3 separate regions of the Mus musculus genome follow, and regions 1 and 3 are each linked to region 2. Evidence: chromatin contacts called from public promoter capture Hi-C data. All regions are on one chromosome and are shown on one strand. Each heading gives the region's core, a stretch centred on a gene start, on an enhancer-like site or on the middle of the called end of the contact. The rest is flanking DNA. Distances are from core to core; before and after follow the strand shown. Region 1 holds the start of Tsc1 (TSC complex subunit 1). Region 2 holds the start of Odf2 (outer dense fiber of sperm tails 2). Region 3 holds the start of BC005624 (cDNA sequence BC005624).

Evidence for each region. Promoter capture Hi-C pulls out the DNA fragments that hold promoters and counts their contacts. Capture Hi-C pulls out chosen DNA fragments and counts their contacts.
Region 1: a promoter capture Hi-C map of pre-B cells shows a contact between it and region 2, with 2.3 times the contacts expected there. The contact joins the promoter of Tsc1 here to the promoter of Odf2 in region 2. A contact is called at or near these places in 3 of 39 promoter capture datasets (cranial neural crest, erythroid cells and pre-B cells).
Region 3: a contact with region 2 is called in a promoter capture Hi-C map of adipose tissue, with 2.5 times the contacts expected there. The contact joins the promoter of BC005624 here to the promoter of Odf2 in region 2. A contact is called at or near these places in 2 of 39 promoter capture datasets (liver and pre-B cells), 1 of 484 Hi-C or Micro-C datasets (CD4 T cells) and 1 of 9 other capture datasets (adipose tissue).

The regions. Positions count from the first base shown.
Region 1 is chr2:28,639,458-28,643,022 of GRCm38.p6, forward strand. It overlaps Tsc1 (TSC complex subunit 1), which reads left to right and starts at 1,776. Exons shown (of 23, transcript NM_022887.4): 1 at 1,776-1,833.
Region 2 is chr2:29,888,665-29,892,257 of GRCm38.p6, forward strand. Odf2 (outer dense fiber of sperm tails 2) reads left to right here and starts at 1,326. Exons shown (of 21, transcript NM_001369060.1): 1 at 1,326-1,547; 2 at 2,102-2,338; 3 at 3,522-3,593. The coding sequence starts at 2,307.
Region 3 is chr2:30,980,155-30,983,528 of GRCm38.p6, forward strand. BC005624 (cDNA sequence BC005624) reads right to left here and starts at 1,787. Exons shown (of 9, transcript NM_144885.2): 1 at 1,624-1,787; 2 at 1,329-1,388. The coding sequence starts at 1,706. It overlaps Usp20 (ubiquitin specific peptidase 20), which reads left to right and starts at 2,125. Exons shown (of 25, transcript NM_028846.5): 1 at 2,125-2,244.

The DNA of each region.
Region 1 (3,565 bases), core at 526-3,025, 1.2 Mb before region 2:
TTTTTAATGAGTTTAACTTTCTCTTTAAATAAGACAATTGGGGAAGGGGGCCAAGCTTGAAAAACAGTAACACTTATTTTGGCAAGATAGCAACCAAAATCTAAAGTACAAGCTATTATATCCAAATTAAAAGGCATTAAAGAATAAACCATAATATTGGGGAGAGGGTACACAAACACAAGATACAGTATGTCTAAACATCTTGAAATTATAATTTTAGGGTAAAAGTTGAAAAATTACGCTGTTTTAGCTAGAGATTAAGTGCACCTTTTTTCCTGTTTTTCCCAAATAGAATCAGAGTTTACGATTTAATCACACCTCAAAGCTTTTCTCTCAATACAAAGCAACCACTAAATACACACAAAATACTTATTTGTTAATAATTTCCCTGGCTTATCCAACGTGCAATGCACACGACTTGAAAGACTACAATTTGGGGGTGAGTGTACACAAACTCAATTATCTTAAGGACAAGGAGAGCCTCCTGGATGTATGCTTAGGAGAGAAGTCCTAGTTCCCAAGAAGGCCAGGCGAGGGCGCCATCTCCTCGAACTGGAGTTATAGGTAGTTGGGAGCTGCTGCCATTTGGGTTCTGGGAACCTAACCCTGGTCCTCTGTAAGAGCAACAAATGCTCTTAACGGCAAGGCCATTTCTCTAGCTTCCGCTTATCATCTTTCACTGGGTCTTATTATATAAGTTTAAGTATAATAAAACCCCAAACTCCAACCCAAACCAAAAAACAACAAAATACAGCAACAACAAACCAAAACAAAAAATACACAATGCCAGGTGGTGGTGGTGGTTGTGGCGGCGGCTGCTGGGGCAGCTGCGGCGGTGAACACCTTTAAAGCTAGCACCTTTAAAGCTAGGCAGAGGCAGAAGACTCTCTTGACTTCCAGGCCAGCCTGGGCTACAGAGCAAGTTCCAGGATGGGCAAAGCATAAAGAGAAACTTTGTCTTGGAAAACCTTAATAAATACATAATTAATTAAAAAAATAATACAAATAAGGAAAATAACAGCAAATGAAAACTATATACATTCTGATATCCCTCTAAAAAGCTTTGCACCACAGCCGGCAAGGTTTGAAAAGACTTGACACCTTGTCATGGCATGCAAGTAAATCAAGGTATTCTGACTTTACAACATAAACTGCATCCTCTGACTAAGGCTGGCCTCTACATGTCACTCCACAGACTCTTCTGCAAAGGAAAAAGTGGTGGTGGGGGAAAGCCCCATCCTTTTTGCTGCAATTGACAGGCTGTCCATCCAAGGGGATCCCAGAGGCTCATTTGGAAATAGGAACGCCTACAGGGAGACCCCAAAGGTGGCAGGTGTGCCAAAGACAGAGGGACCTGGCTCGAAAGGGCCAGCGCTCTCCACTGAGCCTAGCCCTGCCAGCTTGTTTTTGACTGTGCTTGTTCCGAGCGCGCGCCTCCTGTCACCATCACGTGGCCGCCCCTCCCCACCCCACCCCTCGGCCGGTCTCGTGGCTCCGCCCTCTGCGCCGGGACTTCTTTCGGCCTCCTTCAGAGTCACAAGATCTCTCAGTGGGCTCCCACCTTCACGATCCTTCCGCCGTCCCCGCCTCCACATTAAAATCTCTTTCGGTTTTATTTATCTCGGCCAGCTTGTATCGTCATAAGTGGTATATCCTGTCCTGTCTGGAGAGGCTGAGACTCTGGCCATCTGGCATTAGGCTCGGAGCGTAGTAGAGACCCGAATAGGGACTCTTTTTCATAGCGGAGGCCCCCGCCGCTCGAGACGCTTCACGCCAGGGGGAGGTGCTGCGCGTCCAAGATGGCGGCGCCCTGTAGGCTGGAGGGACTGTGAGGTAAACAGCTGAGGGGGAGGAGACGGTGGGTGAGTACGGGGGGTGTTTCCCCTTCTTTTCCTTGTGGGCTTTTCGGGGCAGCTCTGGCAGCGTGACCTCACGCTGTGGGGCGCTGCGGAGCGCGTTAGCCGAGTCGGGGGTCCGGGGAAGGGGGTTCGGGGAGCTTCTTCCTCGCCCTCATCGCGCGCTGGCTCCGGCAGGGCTCGGCTTGGGCTGCTGGGGCCCCGGGGAGCTGAGGCGGGCCTGCTCCGTCCGATGGCATGGCTGGCTGCAGCTCCGGGCCCGAGGTGGCCCCGCTAACCCGCCCCCCTCGCTTGCTGCGGTGACAGGCTCCCGCGGGGGTGCGCCGCGCAGGTCAGAGACCCCGGGCCCGGCACGGGGACCCGGGGGTGGGGTCGCGGCTCGAGCCTCTACTGCAGCCGCCGGGGCTGGGGGTGGAGAATGAATGAAGGCCGCCTGTGGGCACTGGAGGCTGCCCGGCGCCCGCCGTCTCGGGGAGAGTGTGCACGGCCGAGTGCTTGGCTCTGGGTGTACTTGTGGGTGTTTAATTGATGCTGGAAGACAGTTACCTCCAAGTCGGCAGAGGTGCTCGTTAGCGACAGCTACCTGCCCAGCCACTGCTGAACGCTCATTCATTCATTTGAGGACCTGGAGGACCCACTGCCTGCGGTCCCAGACACCTTTTTTAGAACCCAAGCACTTTCTTTGTGTTGTGGGTTAGAAGAGTTTGGCTTCTCGCGTGTTGGATTTGGAATGAGAGAGACGTGGGGATGGCGTGGAGTGTGGTCGGCCAGTAATCGCAACTATCGTTTTTTTTTGTTTTTTTTTTTGTTTTTTTTTTGTTTTTTGTTTTTTGGAGAGGGGGAATAGGGGGTGCCTGTGTGACCGAGCACTATTGAAAGTGCTTGGTAGCCATCCTGTCTTTGGTTCTGGACAAAGGAGAAGCAGTCTGCAGCCTTTCTAAATGAAGAAACTGAGGCCTGGAGAGAGTGGAATAATTTGCCCAAGGTCACACCCCCCTATTCTGAGACAGCACTGGAATTGAAGTCCGACTGGTTCCATTTGTCTGTTATTTGATTAAAGGTGGCCTATTATTAAGTGAGTGTAGTTAATCATTTGGCCAAGGTAGGGATATGTGTGTGTGTGTGTGTGTGTGTGTGTGTGTGTGTGGTGAGAGATTTTGAACAGGGTGCATTTGGTTTGTATGTCTTAAGCTTTTGTTTCTTACAGCACGGTGTATTTGGTAATCCAAATTTGGTTACAAAGTATTTTGTATTTTTCCATAAAACCGGTGGTATTCACTGAAAAAAAAAAGGCTGAAATCCTTACTTAAGAAAACGAATATGGAATTAGCACTTCACTTTACGTATTGTAAGCTGTAAAAGTACTAAAATAGACTAATGCTCTTCTGAGATATTTTGATTTATAACTTTAGGATCAAGTTGGAGTCATCTGCATTCAAACAGGCTGGGGAAGCGCAGTGGTAAATTCTAGGAAGCTTCACAGAGCCTAATCTTCTGGGAGCCTTTGATTTACTGAGCAACCCACCTGTGATTTTTAACTTGAGCGTCGCTGAATAAACCTGGGATATGCAAATAGGAAAACTGATTTAGAGTTTTGTAAGGAAATGCCCCTTTAACAGTCATACATCAGGCAAACGAGGCTGTTCAGACTTTTGTAACCACCTGGTGTAAATGTAAGGGGTATTTATAGAGGATGTGAACAGAAAATA
Region 2 (3,593 bases), core at 76-2,575:
AAGAAGAAGAAGAAGAAGAAGAAGAAGAAGGAAGAAGAAAGAAGAAGGAAGAAGAAAGAAGAAGAAGAAGAAGAAGAAGAAGAAGAAGAAGAAGAAGAAGAAGAAGAAGGAAGAAGAAGGAGAAGGAGAAGGAGAAGGAGAAGGAGAAGGAGAAGGAGAAGGAGAAGGAGAAGGAGAAGGAGAAGGAGAAGGAGAAGGAGAAGAAGAAGAAGAAGAAGAAGAAAGGCTCGGCTTGCTGGTGTACTCCTATAACCCCAGCAAGCAGCAGAGATAGGCAGATTTCTGCTCAAACGCAGCAAGTTCCAGGCCAGCCAGGGTTGCACGCACAAAATGAACCGTCAAGGGTTGACGAACAAATATGACATGGTAAGACTGCCCTGCCGGCTGTGGAGGTGGGAAGGTAGTTCACGCTCCAGGGAGGAGCTGGTGGGAGCACAACTACTGTGTTGGAGTTAAGGTGTCAAGGAAATGAGGTCTACCCAGCCCGGAGGTTGTTAAAGTCTCCCAGAATCCAGGGCGGGAACGTGAGCCTCGTGACAGTCCCCCACGATTGGCTAACAGGGAAGCATAGTTGAGAAGATGGCGGCTCAGCAGAGAGAACCTCAGCAGAGCAGGTCCGTATAGAAGCGGCGTACGGTGTGCGGGAGGGCGGCAGGGGCGTGGGGAGTGCGGCCTCTTCCTTCGGTTTGGGGCGTGTGGGAGAGGGGTACAGTTTGTGGAGTGTGCACAAGTTGTCTGCACTGAGCGGCCGAGGCATAGGAATGGCTTTCCAGAAGCCCCAGCCTGTCGCTTGTACAGACGCCCTCTGCGTCCAGCTTCCTCCTGTGTTTCGAGGGGAGCGCGTTAGGGTTCAGGATTCAGGAGGACCAGGGCAAAATGGCGGAGGGGACTCGGTGGCCTGAACGGTGGGGCAAGACCAGGCCGGCTGGCGCGGGAGGCGTCGCGTGTCTCCCTGACGACGGGGCGGTGGACAGGCCTCGTGACCCAGAAGTGGGCGGAGCGTCCCCGTGTGGGGCGGGGCATCTCTGTGACGCTGGGGGCTGGGCCTAAATGGCGAAACCCGAGAGGCTCCGGGGGGGGTTTGAACTGGCCAATGGGCGAGCTGCCGACCGGTTGTCGGAAAAGGAGGCGGAAGCGGGGAGGAGCCGCCGCGGGAGCCGGACTGCATCCGCCGCGGCGTCTCCATGGCACGACCCTGGCCTCCGACTTCAACGACTTCATAAGGAGACGGTTCTGGGCGCAGCCGTGCCGCTCTTGGTGAGAGGCCACGCGGCGGGGCAGGGCGTAGAGTGCCGCGGGTTCAAGCCCCGCGCTCCCGGGGCTGGCTCGACCGGGCACCGTCCCCGAGTCTAGGCGCGCTCCTTCCTGCGTCCGAACCCGGCCCGCCCCGCTCCTCGTTGGGCGCGGGCCCTTCCTCCTCCCGCTAACGGGCGGGCCGGCCGCCTCCGTCCTCTCCGGGCCATCGGCAGCGCTCTTTCCCTCCTCTGCTGTCCTCGGGCAGGGCTGCGCCCTTCTATGGGCAGAACCCCGTCCCCTCTTGCCCGCTGGTGGGTGGCCGTGCGCCCCATCCTCCCCGGAGGCCACCCCTGCTCTCTGCGGACTGGGCCGCAGCAGTTACATGCGCTCGGGGTGGGCAGGCCTCCGGGGACCCTCCAGACCAGCTCCAGGGATGTGGGTGATCCAGGAGCGGTCTGGCTCTCCATGCCGCCCCGCCTAGGCCGCCGCTCCACCCCTTCCATCTATTGGTTCTCCCTGGTAGCTATTCTGCCGGGAACGCCCCTTCACCTAGGAGACAGTTGCCCAGGCACTGTCCCGAAGATCCCTCCAGCTCCCTGTGCGGGTTCCCGCCCCTGGGGGGCCCACTTGGGGCCTAGCAGTTCTCACCTTCTTCGCACTCCAGGCAGCCCTCAGGTTTAAACCCTAGTAGCCGTCGGCCCGCTATTCTTCCCGGGTGGGGTCTGGGCATGCTGGTCGTTGTCCTCCTTTCAGTGACGTGGCCCCTCACTGTCCTGCCGCGCCCTCCACCTGCCTCCTGGCGGCGCACTCGGCACCCCGCAGGTCGCTCAGCCTCTCCTGTCTCCCTCCCTCCCCACTTTGGCAGGACAGTTGCTGTGCGACTTGGACAGTAGAGGAGCGCCTCCCAAGTTTTCATCCAACTGCCACCCCCAAAGCTTCCACCCTCCTCCCCTCAGAGAGAGGACGTTTGATGCCCGGCCCCTGAGATTCTCATTGGCCAGCCCCTCTGGGTCCCCCTGAGCAGAGCCTGCCGACCCAATTGCCCATCTTTGCGGCTTTGATGCTTAACCATGTCTGCCTCATCCTCAGGCGGCTCCCCCAGGTACAGCCAATGTGGGGGGCGCCTTTGCAGTAGGGCAGGGAAAGGTGGTCAGGGCTCCCCAGGCCAGGCTCAATGGAAACTTTTTTTTAGTTTCCCAGGTACTGAAAGTCTGGACCCAAAACACTTGAAAGTGACTTTGAAAGGGGAGGAGTAAAGACTCCCCTCCCCCGCCTACAGCTTACTAGTAGCAAACAAGATCACTCTTAATGCTTTGAGTTCAGCTTGGCTTCAGACTCACTAGGTAGTCAAGGTTGTGCTTGAATTCCCGATTCTCCTTTCTCCACGTCCCATGTGGTGGCTTAAAAGCGTTTCCCACCATGGCACCTCTAAACTAGTGTTAAAGTGAGCAGAGATATTATAAGTAAGTAGAAGGGGGGAAAACTTGAGGTTCTACTTTGAACAGTCTTCTTCCGAGTGGCCGTCCGGCTCGCTCAGTAGTTGTTTGTGAGCCGAGCAGAGTGCAGACCATGGTGCTGTTGCTTTAGGTTTCAGTCTTCCCCCTGAAGAGCTGGTGAGGTCGGCAGAAGGCTATCTGGGAACTGTGAGGAGGCAGTGGGCTAGGTTAGCTTTAACCATTGCAGACCGTTCTCCCCCAGCCGGGACTCTGGCTGGACTGCTGGTCTGGAGCACAGTATTGGCTGTTTTGCACTTGTCGTATTGGGCTGCATATGTACAAGCAAGGCTCTGGTGTGGGCAGTGAGTGGACCACGTTGGGAAGTGGGGTCTTCGTATGCTTCAGCAAGGGTGTGAGCCTTCCTTTTACAAGCTGGTGTCCCAGTGACTTTGCTCCTGAGCTGCATGTTTTAGGTTAACCTGTCACTGAACGCTTCCCCAGAGGAGCTTGGGGACTGTAACCCTTGTTGAGACTGGTGCCTTGGCAGCTTTTTTTTGGGTCACCTGATTGGAGATGACAGGTAGGCTTTCAGCACAAGGTCACAATACATGTGATGCGATGGCAGGTTTAAAAGGCCAGCCATGCAGACAGCCTACACCTGGTATCACCCTCCTGCTGAGCACACCATGCGCGCCTTGTGCTCATCTACAGAGAGCCAGGGGACTCAAGACTGCTGCTCCAAGCTGCCGACGCAATAGCCACCACATGCAGTGTGCCATTTCCCAAGAGCTGAGAAACAGGAGAACCTTGGCTTTCTGCTCATAATCTGGTTCTTGTGCCCGGGTGCAGGTTTCCATCGTGTGGGAAGAACGGAGTAACGAGTCTCACACAGAAAAAAGTCTTGAGAACACCTTGTGGCGC
Region 3 (3,374 bases), core at 537-3,036, 1.1 Mb after region 2:
CTGGGAAGAAGAAACTTCAATCGAGAACCTGCTCCTGTGGACAGTGCTCCTCCCCGTGGGCAAGTGGGCCTGTGTTGTACAACATAGCTGGATGTGAATGAGCCAGGAAGCAGTGTCCTCCAGTCTCTGCTTCAGGCCCTGCCATGATTCCCCCAATAACTGAGGATGATCAGGAAGGGTACAAGTTGTTTTGGTCCTGGTCACAGCAGTAGGAAGCAAACTGAGACAATTGGGATTACATAACTGAGAGAGTAGTGGGCAGTAGTTACAAAAGCCAAAGAAGAACCCAGTGCTCTGCTCGCTGTGAATGGTGAAATGGGGGGTCGGGTGAGAGGCAATGAAGCAGTTGGCGCACGCTCCTGCAAAGCCATTTGATATTCTGGAAATCACAGAGTAAGGTTCTGCCAGTCAAGGGATCTGTATCAGAAGACATATGCCAGAGGAAAATTTATCAAAATGACCCTAAAACCTGAAGCCAAGGCTTGACAGGGACTGAGTAAGCACACCAGCACTGAGCTATCCCCACCATTTCTTGTTTACTTTATGACCCAGGTCTCATAGTTGCTCAGTCAGGCCTTAAACCTGTGATCTTCCCACACAGCTGGGACTACAGTGCTATGGCACTAGGATGGGCCTTGTTGATGCTGAGACCAGTTTCACTCTGCAGGCCCGGCTGGCACCAAACTCATGGTAATCCCACTGTTTCAGTTTCTCAAGTCTGGGAGTCTAGGTGTGAGGCAGCACACAATCCCAGTCAATCTGGTAGCAAGTTATAGTGCACACCCCTGGCAATGCACACGACGCAGCCTTCTAAAAAGGTTTTCTGGAAAACACACACCATGGTCAGAGGCTCACAGTAATATGATGATTTAACTCTTTAAAAGCATGGGATAAACTAAAAAAGAAATAGGTGGGAAATAAATGGAAATATTATTATAAATGCTGTCTCTCTACCTCAAGTTTTTTTCTTTTTCTTTATTCTTCTTATGAAGCCTAGGTTGCCCTCAAACTCCCTGTGATAGGATTGCACCAAACCAGGCTATTGTTTATTTATTATACTTTTTAACCTAAGTTTCCCAAATTCTTATCTCTTAACACGTTGTCAATCACAATTCATCAGTCCAGCTAAAATTTACAGTTAGTGACTTGGAGCAGACCCATAGACCATCAGGTTCAGGGCATGTGACAAACATTTATAAAGAACCTTAGTTCCCTCTATGATCAGTAGAACTGTATGTCAAAGGAGGGATTTGTGACTGCGACCCTAGCTGGAAATTTTTGTTTTAGCTGGAAATCAATGACGCCGCGACCACCCCCGTGGTACCCACCTCACCCCATTTGGCCTCTTCCGCAAGTTCTGCACCTCTCGGGTTTCTTCCAGTTTTAGCCTGGGGGAAAAAAAGGAATAAAAAGTGACGCACAGGTTGAGACCTGCGGAACTCAAAAGCCAAACTCCGTTCTAAGGACATGTCCCTTTGCCGAGTCCCTGATCCAGTGGTCATCGGCAGTCAGACCCATGCGACCCCGGGGCACCTCTCCCAGCCGCGATGTGGCCTTATCCCTAGGAGCCTCTGCGTGGCGCTGGCCGGTATCCAGTCCCAAGCCTGTCTCAGCAACACGTACCGAACCTCCTCTGATTCTTGTTCATCCTCCTCCGACTCCGAGTCAGCCCGGCGCCGGCGGAATGTTTTCCCAGTAATCCGCATAGCGGAACCAGACCCTTGGCGCTGCGTTACCAGACGCGTAGTCCAGGGAACCTCTCTCTTCCGGCGCGCAGAAGTGTCGTCAGAGCGTCGGCTGCACTCAGACCCGCCTCCGCCTTGCCAGGCCACACCCCAAGCCCGTAGGGCCCCGCCTCAGCAGGGCAGGCAACCACTCCGAACTCCGAAAAGCAAGGGCAGGTATTGCCGCGTGGCCACACCCTCGACCACGCCCATCGAGTAACCATGCTCACCGCTCAACAGGACGGCCTTCGAACCACACGGTGAAACCCCAGCAGCACGGCCACTCCCCCGACTCCCGGCATGCTTGGGCACTCACCACTCGCACGGCCACGCCTCCGGCGTGCCCGGTACCGCCCTCTAGTAGGCTGTGACCTGTGACACCGCCCCCGCTCCTGGCATAGGCTCTCCCGATTGGACGTCTGACGGTGAGGAGGCGGGGCGTGGCAGGCAGAGCCACAAGACTCTAGGCAGCGCCGCGGTGGGCTAGCTTGACTGACAGGCGGCGCGGTTGCGACGGCAGGTGAGTTTCTGACGGCTGCTGCCTGCTGCCGGGGGCTGGGCCGCTAGAGCGGGGATCATCGTCCAGCCGCTGGGAGCAGGGGAGGCCTGGCTTTGCGGGGCGGCCAGGACCTGGTAAGAGGTCCCCGCCGCCTATCATCCCATCACCGACTCCCGTGCCCGCCCCGAACCCCCACGGCTCTGGCTTTTGAGCAGGCCGCACGTCGCTTGGAAGGCCAGCAGGAGGCCACTCGGGCTCCAGGGCTCGGACGTGCACATTTATTCCTCACTCACAAAAGCTGATCACCTTGCCGGGGGTGAATATCAGTCCCGGTGCTGACTGTCCATACCAGGTTGGCCTGCAGCCATTCGTCCCTAGGAGAGGTACCACTGACGTTCAGAGGCCAGGGACTGCTCTTTGAGAGCTTGGGAGGACTCGTTTGGCCTGGAGGACTGTCGCTCTGCCATAAGCACCTTACACCCCCGAGATGTTGCGACGGTAGTTAGTTTTTAAAGGTGTCTATAAACACTTATAAGATGGATAAGTGCATGCGTAATAGCTCACATGGGACTTTTAGGGACTCCTTAATTACTAGTTTCCTCTGGAGCACAGCGCTTCTTACTCGACACTTAACTGTGGCAGGCACTGGGGTAAGCAGTCTCTTCTAGAAGCCTTCCATCAAATCCCACGAAGTAGATGCAGTTGGGTCTCTCTTTCAAAAAACGAGGCTACCGAGGCGTAAGAGAAGTAACCCGTACTTCAAGTTCTGCAGCTGGGAGGTGAGGCTGGGTTGGGGACAGAGCTTTCACAGCTGCAGGGTGTGCTTCAGGGACAGCGGGCCTCTGTGGGTCTTCCCTGCTGCTGCTGCAGCTGGTGTGCCAGCTTATGGGCTGGGGGAGGGGCTGATGGACACTTTTTCCAGAAGACTATTCTGAAGCAGGGAGGGCATGTCTGCCATGCCTTGGCTTTTTTCCAGAACATTTTTTTTTCTGAAGTTGTCATATTCCCCTTAGACTGGGACAAAGAGAAAACTCGGGATGTCTTGAAACAGCCTTTTAGCTTTGATCAAAGAGGCATTAAGTATCAAAAGTCTTGACCCCACTGGAGATTAGATCAACCATCTTCAGATGTCGATGGCAGTCATTGGACAC